Linked DNA regions of Mus musculus: region 1 is linked to region 2. The links are chromatin contacts, called in public Hi-C maps. All regions are on one chromosome and are shown on one strand. Each heading gives the region's core, a stretch centred on a gene start, on an enhancer-like site or on the middle of the called end of the contact. The rest is flanking DNA. Distances are from core to core; before and after follow the strand shown.

What was found. Hi-C and Micro-C count contacts between places; a contact is called where the count stands out from the background.
Region 1: a contact with region 2 is called in a Hi-C map of regulatory T cells, with 4 times the contacts expected there. The contact joins the enhancer-like site here to the promoter of Eef1akmt1 in region 2. A contact is called at or near these places in 2 of 39 promoter capture datasets (the C10 cell line and macrophages), 4 of 484 Hi-C or Micro-C datasets (double positive thymocytes, erythroblasts, nephron progenitors and 1 more), 3 of 115 datasets of contacts at active chromatin or transcription factors (the SCID.adh cell line, bone marrow-derived macrophages and embryonic stem cells) and 3 of 9 other capture datasets (adipose tissue, liver and pancreatic islet).

The regions. Positions count from the first base shown.
Region 1 is chr14:57,643,125-57,647,132 of GRCm38.p6, reverse strand. Xpo4 (exportin 4) reads left to right here. Exons shown (of 23, transcript NM_020506.2): 3 at 3,910-4,008. Among named protein-coding and RNA genes, the nearest start is that of Xpo4, 20 kb to the left of the region's middle. Within about 2 kb of position 2,487, at least 2 of the 459 cell types and tissues checked have an H3K27ac peak or open chromatin away from gene starts, as enhancers often do. A contact at or near this core is called in regulatory T cells, where this site is marked.
Region 2 is chr14:57,569,437-57,573,342 of GRCm38.p6, reverse strand. Eef1akmt1 (EEF1A alpha lysine methyltransferase 1) reads left to right here and starts at 1,761. Exons shown (of 5, transcript NM_026526.3): 1 at 1,761-1,800. It overlaps 1700039M10Rik (RIKEN cDNA 1700039M10 gene), which reads right to left and starts at 1,729. Exons shown (of 2, transcript NR_152103.1): 1 at 1,658-1,729; 2 at 975-1,434.

The sequences.
Region 1 (4,008 bases), core at 1,238-3,737, 73 kb before region 2:
TCAGAAGAGCTTACCTTTAAAGCAGTAGTTGTAACAACTACCTCTTCAATGCAAAATTAAGCCATTTTAATGGATTTATGGTTGAGTTTTATACTTGAATGTATTTTTCTGTTACTAAGACATTTGTTCTTGTGCTTATACAGCATATGTAATTAATATTAAATAAAAGGAAGAGCTAAAACATCAGCCTAAAGACTTCAAAAGGAATAACACCTCATCTTTACCCTGAAATTATTTCAAATTAACAGATTTGAGAGACTGTTGTGTTTAACTATTAACGTAAAATACTTTGAGTTTAATGGCAGGCAACTCACCTGCCTCGTCTAGGGTTCCCCAGCATTTCATCTGACTTTCTGTTGAATGCAGCTGTGATTGTCGACTGTGCTATAAGCATTTATTAGCGATTATTTGCTTATAGCCCTCTCATTTCTCAGTGTGTGTATTTATGATGTACGGTAGCTTTCATAAGGGCAGAGCTTGTCTGGACACTGTAAAGAGCCGTACCGCTGTTTCTAGTTGTGCTTAATTCTTAGTTGTGCTTTCAAAGTCATCTCGGGTTTCACCGGTTAACTGCTTGAAGGATGGAGTACACAGCAACATGCACTGTCATGAGTCTACTGCGAAGCTCTGGGTTACGTTAATGTTTGCATCTAAACTTGACCAAAAATCTTTTTTAACCCCTTACTCAGTTGCCACCAGCACAGAAGGGCAAATTCCTCTAAGAAGACTTCTCATTCAAGTGGCAGTCAATCACAACTCAGAATTTTCACATTCTTATCTAGGGATTAGATGTCATTTTGTAGCATGTCTGGGAGATATATTCTGATAAAGGGTGAGGTTTCTCTCCGATGCATCTCTTTTCTGTCCTCTTACAACTTCCTCCTTTTTGGCTTCAGTTTTATGAGTTTTTCATTTACTCTCTTTTCTTTTTCTTATCCTATTTCCCTCTTAGTTTTTGCTTCTTTGCGTGTATGTGTGTGTGTGCATGTGCATGCATGTACACACAGTTGTCTGACTGTCTCTTGTGTGTGCACACGTATGTACATATTGCATGCTTGTGTTTTTTTGTCATGAGCACTTTTAGACTATTTCCCCTAAGACGTCTTTGGCACTTAGGAACTTACTGGTTTTTTAGGGTTAAATGTTTGTTTTGTTTTGTCTTAAAGGACAGACAAGCCTGAGTTTAATTCTTGCTAAAGACATAACCAAGAAATAAGGGGATTGGCTTATTACTACCTCTGAAATCACCTCTGTACTGCTCCTTTGCCTTCTCAGGGAGAAATGGGCTCTACTCGCTCATCTTAGGCAGCCAGCACAAAATGAAACAAACCAGCATGTTCAGTTGGGTTAGTAAACTTGCTTCTGCATCTAAAAAATTGTCATTGGTAATGCTGTCAATCTTATCTTCAACGAGCCTTTACTATTCGTCAGTAGATGTAGGTGTCCTTATGGGAAATAGCTGGTATTTCAGCACTTACAGTCCTGTGGTTTGAATAGAAACCTTTAAGGTTAGACTGCAGTGGCTGATCATCTATCTATAGTAGGCTTGCTTTTATTTTTAGAACACCTTTTAAAACTTAGTTTCCCTTTATTATTAATTTTACTTCAGTTTTTTCTAAAGGATGCTATCATGTTTCAGAGAAAATATTTGTTTTTTATTTCAGAATAAAAACAACTTATAGTTCTATAATCATTGAAGTTACTGTGGTAGCAAAGAAGGCATTCTCCAAAGAAGTTTATCATAGCACTGTGGTAGCCAGCAGCAGCTCTTCCTGGAGGGATGTGAGAAATTGTAGCTGAGCTGTGAGTTAGTGTCAGTCCTCTTGATGGCAGAGAGTGAGACTGAGGCCTGTGTGAACGCAGAAGCTCTGCTCCTGAGTCCTGGCCAGCGTGCAGAGTGCTTCCTAGCTTCTATTACACATATATGCTCTGTGTGAATGTACTCTTTGAAGGCTAATAGTAGTGTTTATCAGAAAAGATAATACTCATTTACGAAAGGTCCTACGTTTCAGTTTGGAATTTGGCTTTCTTTTCGGGATTCCTCTATCCTTAGAGATAGCTTCTCCTAGTAAGTTAGATCTTCCCTTCCTGCCACGGAGAGGTGGGTGCTGAAGAAAAGCTAACAAGTGTCTCTTGACAACTTTCAAGTGTCATTCTTGTATAAGACAGAAAGAAGGCTAGGATAGAAGCACACTTAATTTAAAGTAAGTGTGTCTCAGTGCTCAGCTGACAGAAGGTATCTTCTTGGTCTTGCCCATGCGAGTGTGTGCTTAGCAAGGATTAGTGTTATTTAGGTAGCCATATGATATCACATTTCCTCTCTGTTGGGCAGCAGTTTCTTCAGCTATAAGACGGTGCAGTTGTATAAGATGATCTTTGCTGTTTTTAACCTTCTGTGAGGCCTTCATATTTTTGCCTTCTTAGAATCTGTTAAGAATTTCATTGTAGATGGAAGTGAAGACAAACAACATCCTCTCAAAAGGAAATCTGTGGTGAGATTATACAACTCACCTTTATCAGACAGTCCTATTTCTTCTTAAGGGAGATAGATATATCCTGTTTCTGGCTAAAATTGTTTGACTCTCGATAAAACTGCCTACCATTCCATCCTTACTTCTGGAAAATTAAAAAAAAAATTATAGTAAGGTCACATTTTTAAAATTAGTCACTTATTATATTGTAAAGTTTTAAAGTTTTTGTGACTTCCAATCATTATCCTAATCAATTCATGTTAACGTAGCAAGGACTAATCAAATCTTAGAAACAGAAAGCCCGGATTGGTTCTTTCTACTTTTGCTGTATTCAAACCTCCTGTCTGCAATGGCATGCTCTTATGCAGGTACACCCATATCTTCACAGGTAATGTGTTAAGAACATTGGTAACGTTTTTAATGACATGAGCTTGAGCTAGAAACTGCCCAGCTATACTTTGTGCTCACTTGATTGTTCAAAGGCACCATTTTAGGCCTAAACTTAATTTCTCATGGCTTTCCGATACTCATATCCAGTGTTCTTGGCATATAATCTGGCGTCTAACCAGACTTTATTAAGAGTTTCACATGGTTATTTTTAGACCTTCAGAGAATTTCTACTTTTTCTTGACTTCATTTTGGCTGTTTCTTCCTTTTGATAGTGCTGTTTAAAAACTATAGCAATATACACTAACAGAAAAAATAGAAAATTAATATATAAAGTATTTTTTCAGGGTGTTAATTTTCTATTTTTTCCTGATTCAGGTTTTAGCTCAGATACTATACCTTGCCAGGTAGGCTGGGTCTTTCTAAGTGTAGCCTCGGGATTTTACTCAGTTTGATCAGTACTGCAATCAGAAAATTAACAAGAACTTCTCACCTTGTGTAAATATGGCTCATTATATTTGAGCATTTTGAAGCAAAGAACTTGGATATGGTTGTTTATTTCTGAACTTGCTATTGAGGTTTGTCATCCTGCTGGATGCTTACTTATTTAAAAGCTCCAATATTTTAGCAGCATGGCTCATCACAAATAGTAATGTTCAAAGATCAGTTTAATAAGATTTTTCCAATAAAAAATTCCCGTTTTGCACAGTGTGAGAATCTCTTAGTCCACTTTCTGATTGCTTCATATTTTTATTTTTACTTTTTAAAGCTGTGTTATTTTTTAGTTCTTCATGCTTTGGAAGTAACAGTTGAAGAGAGGTGAGGAAAGTTTGTGAAAATTGTGATCGGTGATTAGCTGCCACCTGCCTGAGGTGTCTTCTGAGAGGAACTAACCTCTTTGTGGTGCTAGAGCAAGGTCACTGGATTAAAACCAGATCAGGTAACCATCTTATTCCTTGTCTGAAAAGTTCTGTCTTAAAATTTAATAAATGCAAAGTACACATGGTAACATGAACTACTGCTTAAAGAGAGTTTTTAATTTTCTCCCCAGAAACCAGTAAAGTGGACTATGTCCTTTTTCAAGCTGCCACAGCTATAATGGAAGCGGTTGTCCGAGAGTGGGTTCTCTTGGAAAAGGGCAGCATCGAGT
Region 2 (3,906 bases), core at 512-3,011:
CAAATCTTATTTTGTTTTGATTGATAATTCTAATTATTTTTAATTTGTGTGAAGTTAACATCTTAATAGGATTTCCTTCAATTCAGTCTAGCATCTTGTTGGACTAGAATTCTAGAGATCTCACTTTGCTTCATATTTAGGGTGATTTGAATAATTTTGTGGTAAAGCTCTCAAATGGTGAAGTCCAGATTTATGTTTCAGTAATATGTGATATATTTTATATATATATATATGTGTGTGTGTGTGTGTGTGTGTGTGTGTGTATATATATTTTTTTTAAAGGGCCAAGCATTGTGGAATTGCCAGTCCTTTCTACTTCAAAGGTTAAAGCTGGAGACTCAACTTGGTCCCAACACAAAAAATAAATAAGAAAAAGAAAAACTCAGTTAGTTAGTTAGTCTGTTAGTTTGTTGTTTTTATGAGACAGAGTCTTCGTATGTAGTCCTGCTCTCCATAAACTTGTGTAGTCTAAACCTTAAGCTCACAGAGAATTACCTGTCTCCCCTGACCACTAGGGACCCAGGACCACATATTTCTATCTTAAGAGATCTTCCAAGGTATTCTCTCAGCACCATTACTAAATATAAAAGAAATAATTCCTTAATTAAAATGTGGGGGGCTGGTGAGATGGCTCAGTGGGTAAGAGCACCCGACTGCTCTTTCAAAGGTCCTGAGTTCAAATCCCAGCAACCACATGGTGGCTCACAACCATCTGTAATGGGATCGGGCTTCCTCTTCTGGAGTGTCTGAAGACAGCTACAGTGTACTTACATATAATAAATAATTATTAAAAAAAAATGTGATTTGAAAGCATCTTTTGGATCCAATTTGACTGAAAAACTTTTTCACTTCAATAAAGACTAGTTTGTCTTTGATACTAATTTTATGATCTGTGAGAAACATTTAATTACAATGTATACAGGCCAGCCAGAACTACATCAAGAAACTCTTGTTGAAAAAAAACCAAAAAGGTAGAGCTTTCTTGTGTCTTCAGACACTTTAATATTTAAAAATAGCATATAATTGAATACACGAAGATAATCATTGTGGCATACATACTTAAAAGGAATGGAAGCTTTAAAAAATTAGGTGCAAAATAGTTTGCTTTAAAACAGGTTTTTTTGAGTCTTATAAGTAGATGGTTTCTTCCTTTTCAATAGTTTTTTTTTCTTGATTGCCATTTTGATAAGTTACACTTGATTTGATCTATTTGGTTTAATAGAGTAGTCATTCGTTTAGAGAAATCGAAATCAAAATGAAGTATGGGTTTCTACAGACGAAACACTACTGTATGTAGAAATTGTGACAGTTCATTATCAAGCTGCTTTTTGAGTGGCGTCAGCATCTGAGCGGTGATTTAAAGCCCTTCAGCCAGATCAGGAAATCGATAAAGAGAGAACCGAACAGCAGGAACATAGTGAAGTTTGCCTGTCCCTGGGAAAGAAAAGATTACATGTGATTTAAGAATTGCCGAATCAAAGGGAGCATTAGTTTTGATTAAGGAAAACTGTGTGCCAGCTACCATGATAGATTGGTAAAATATGTGTTCATATACTGTGAATTCAACACTGAAAGCTCTGAAAGACTAATTGGTTTGAAAGGTTTAAGACTGACTCCAAAGTACCAAACAGCCAGACTACCGCAACCTAATTAAAACCTGGGTTGTAGAAGCCGGAAGCTGACTGGGCGGGACTAGACGCTCATTGGCTCCCACCGTCTGGTCTGCACCAGCGCAAACGCGGAGGTCCCCGCCAACCCTCACCCCACCCCCGCACTGTGACGACTGCGCATGCGTCAGTGGTGAGTGGCGGCCACGGAGTGTGGCGGCGGAGGGTCAAGGGATGTTTTGGGTGGGTTCCGAACCGGGTCCATACTGACCCTTGGAGACTTTCCCAGTAGGGGCCTCGTCTCTGCGGGGTCCTTCTTCTTGGACATCTTGAGCCGGAAACAAGTCCTTAGTGGTCCGGTCGGAATGGTGCCTGGGGAAGGGATATATATGCATGGACACGAGGAAGCCTTGAGCCTTAGCATGGGGTTTGGCTGGCCGGGCTGTTCATCCAAACTTACCTTGTTGTGTGTTTGTGGCTTGCTTTCTCTGTGCAAGTTTTATCTCAGGTCATGGTGGGATTTATTATTTTGAGATGGTCTCACTGTATAGCCAGGCTGGCCTCGAACTCAGACTCATTGATCCCTCATTTTTCCCGTGTCACCACACCCAACAATCTTTCTTTAAATAATAAACAGTATTTAGGAAGTGAAGGACTTCCCTCAGGCAGAGACTTGTATGAAAATGAAAGCACACGATTTTTATACACTCGAGATGCACAGGCAGACAGATCTCTGAGTTCAAGGCCAGCCTGGTCTACAGAGAATTTTCCTGGACAGCCAAGGCTACACAAAGAAATCCTATCATTCATTCATAGGTAGATAGATAGAGCAAGTTCTAGGACAGCCAAGGCAACACAACTGTCTTGAATCAATAAGATTACTTAGAGAATATCTGCCAGGCATTGTCATCTACAGAGTTCACGCTCAGGGAACAAACAAGTTGAGAACAATGTCATTTCTAGTGACTGTGGGTGCCTGTCTCTGAGCCGCAGGTTGAGCATACTTGACAGGTCATTCTATTCGCCTACTAGTACAGCTACCCTTCCTGCAGTTTACTAACGACTCTGGAAAGAAACTTTGTTTCATTCTCTTTCTGCTGGCTTAAACTCTCTTGACCTAAATATCTTGGAGAAGGTACTTAGATACTCTGACATACAGTATTGTTAGTTTTTTGTTGTTGCTTTCGTAGATCTGATGCATGGGAATAGAAGTTTGTTTTGATTTTGGGTTTTTTTTTTGGGGGGGGGGTTGGTTTTGTTTTTTTTTGTTTTTCCAGACAAGGTTTCTCTGTGTAGCCCTGGCTGTCCTGGAACTCACTCTGTAGACCAGGCTGGCCTCGAACTCAGAACTCCACCTGCCTCTGCCTCCTGAGTGCTGGGATTAAAGGCGTGCACCACCACGCCCGACTAGAACTAGAAGATTTTTATAGAAATGAAGAATCCCTGCTGCTGCTGCCGCTGCTGACCCTTTCCCCACGGTAGTCCCATCTTCCTGTAACCCCATTTCCATTTTTCCTATCAAGGCAAGGCCTTGACTTTATTTCCCATCAGGTTCTTCCCTGTTGCCCTTAGGTGCTGAGCCACATTTCTGACATAGAGCAATAGCTGTCTTGCCATTTCTTTGTCTCTGGGGTTTCTGGACCTCTGCACTAAGGATATTTTGGACAGATCTTTGAAGTAGAGGGTTGTCCTATGAACTGTAGAAAGTTCAGAGTCATAGCTGACCTTTGTCCACTGGTTGCCAGCAATGCCCTTGATTATGATAACCAAAAATGTTTCCAGCTGTTTGCAAGTCTTTCTCCTAGAAGAAGAGTGACTCCTGGCTCTCCCATGAGAACCACTGATCTAGAATATGAGCCAGTAAACACTCCAGGTCAGTTTAATATGACACAGCCCTTTTCAGACCTGCTTAACACAATTTCACAAACCTACTTAAAAAGCAATACAAAACAGCCACACAGCGTAACACACCTCAGGAGGCTGAGACAGTGGGATCATGAGTTTGAGGCTAGCCTAAGCTACATAGTGAGTTCCAGGAGAGCCTGGGCTACATAGTGAGACCCTGTCTTCTGTATTTCTTCTCCCCCACCCCCCTCAATATGGTTAGTAATGACAGGAACTTCTGTCTTCCACCACTACCTTAGTAAATAGAACTTTACCAAGCATAGTTCTCACACAGAGAAGTAACCACTGTATAATCTTATGGCTTTTATGAACTTTTTTTAATCTTCACAGTTTTGACCTTTATTTAAATGAAGTTATTTATATTTTCTTCGAGGAGTACTAGGGATTAACCCTG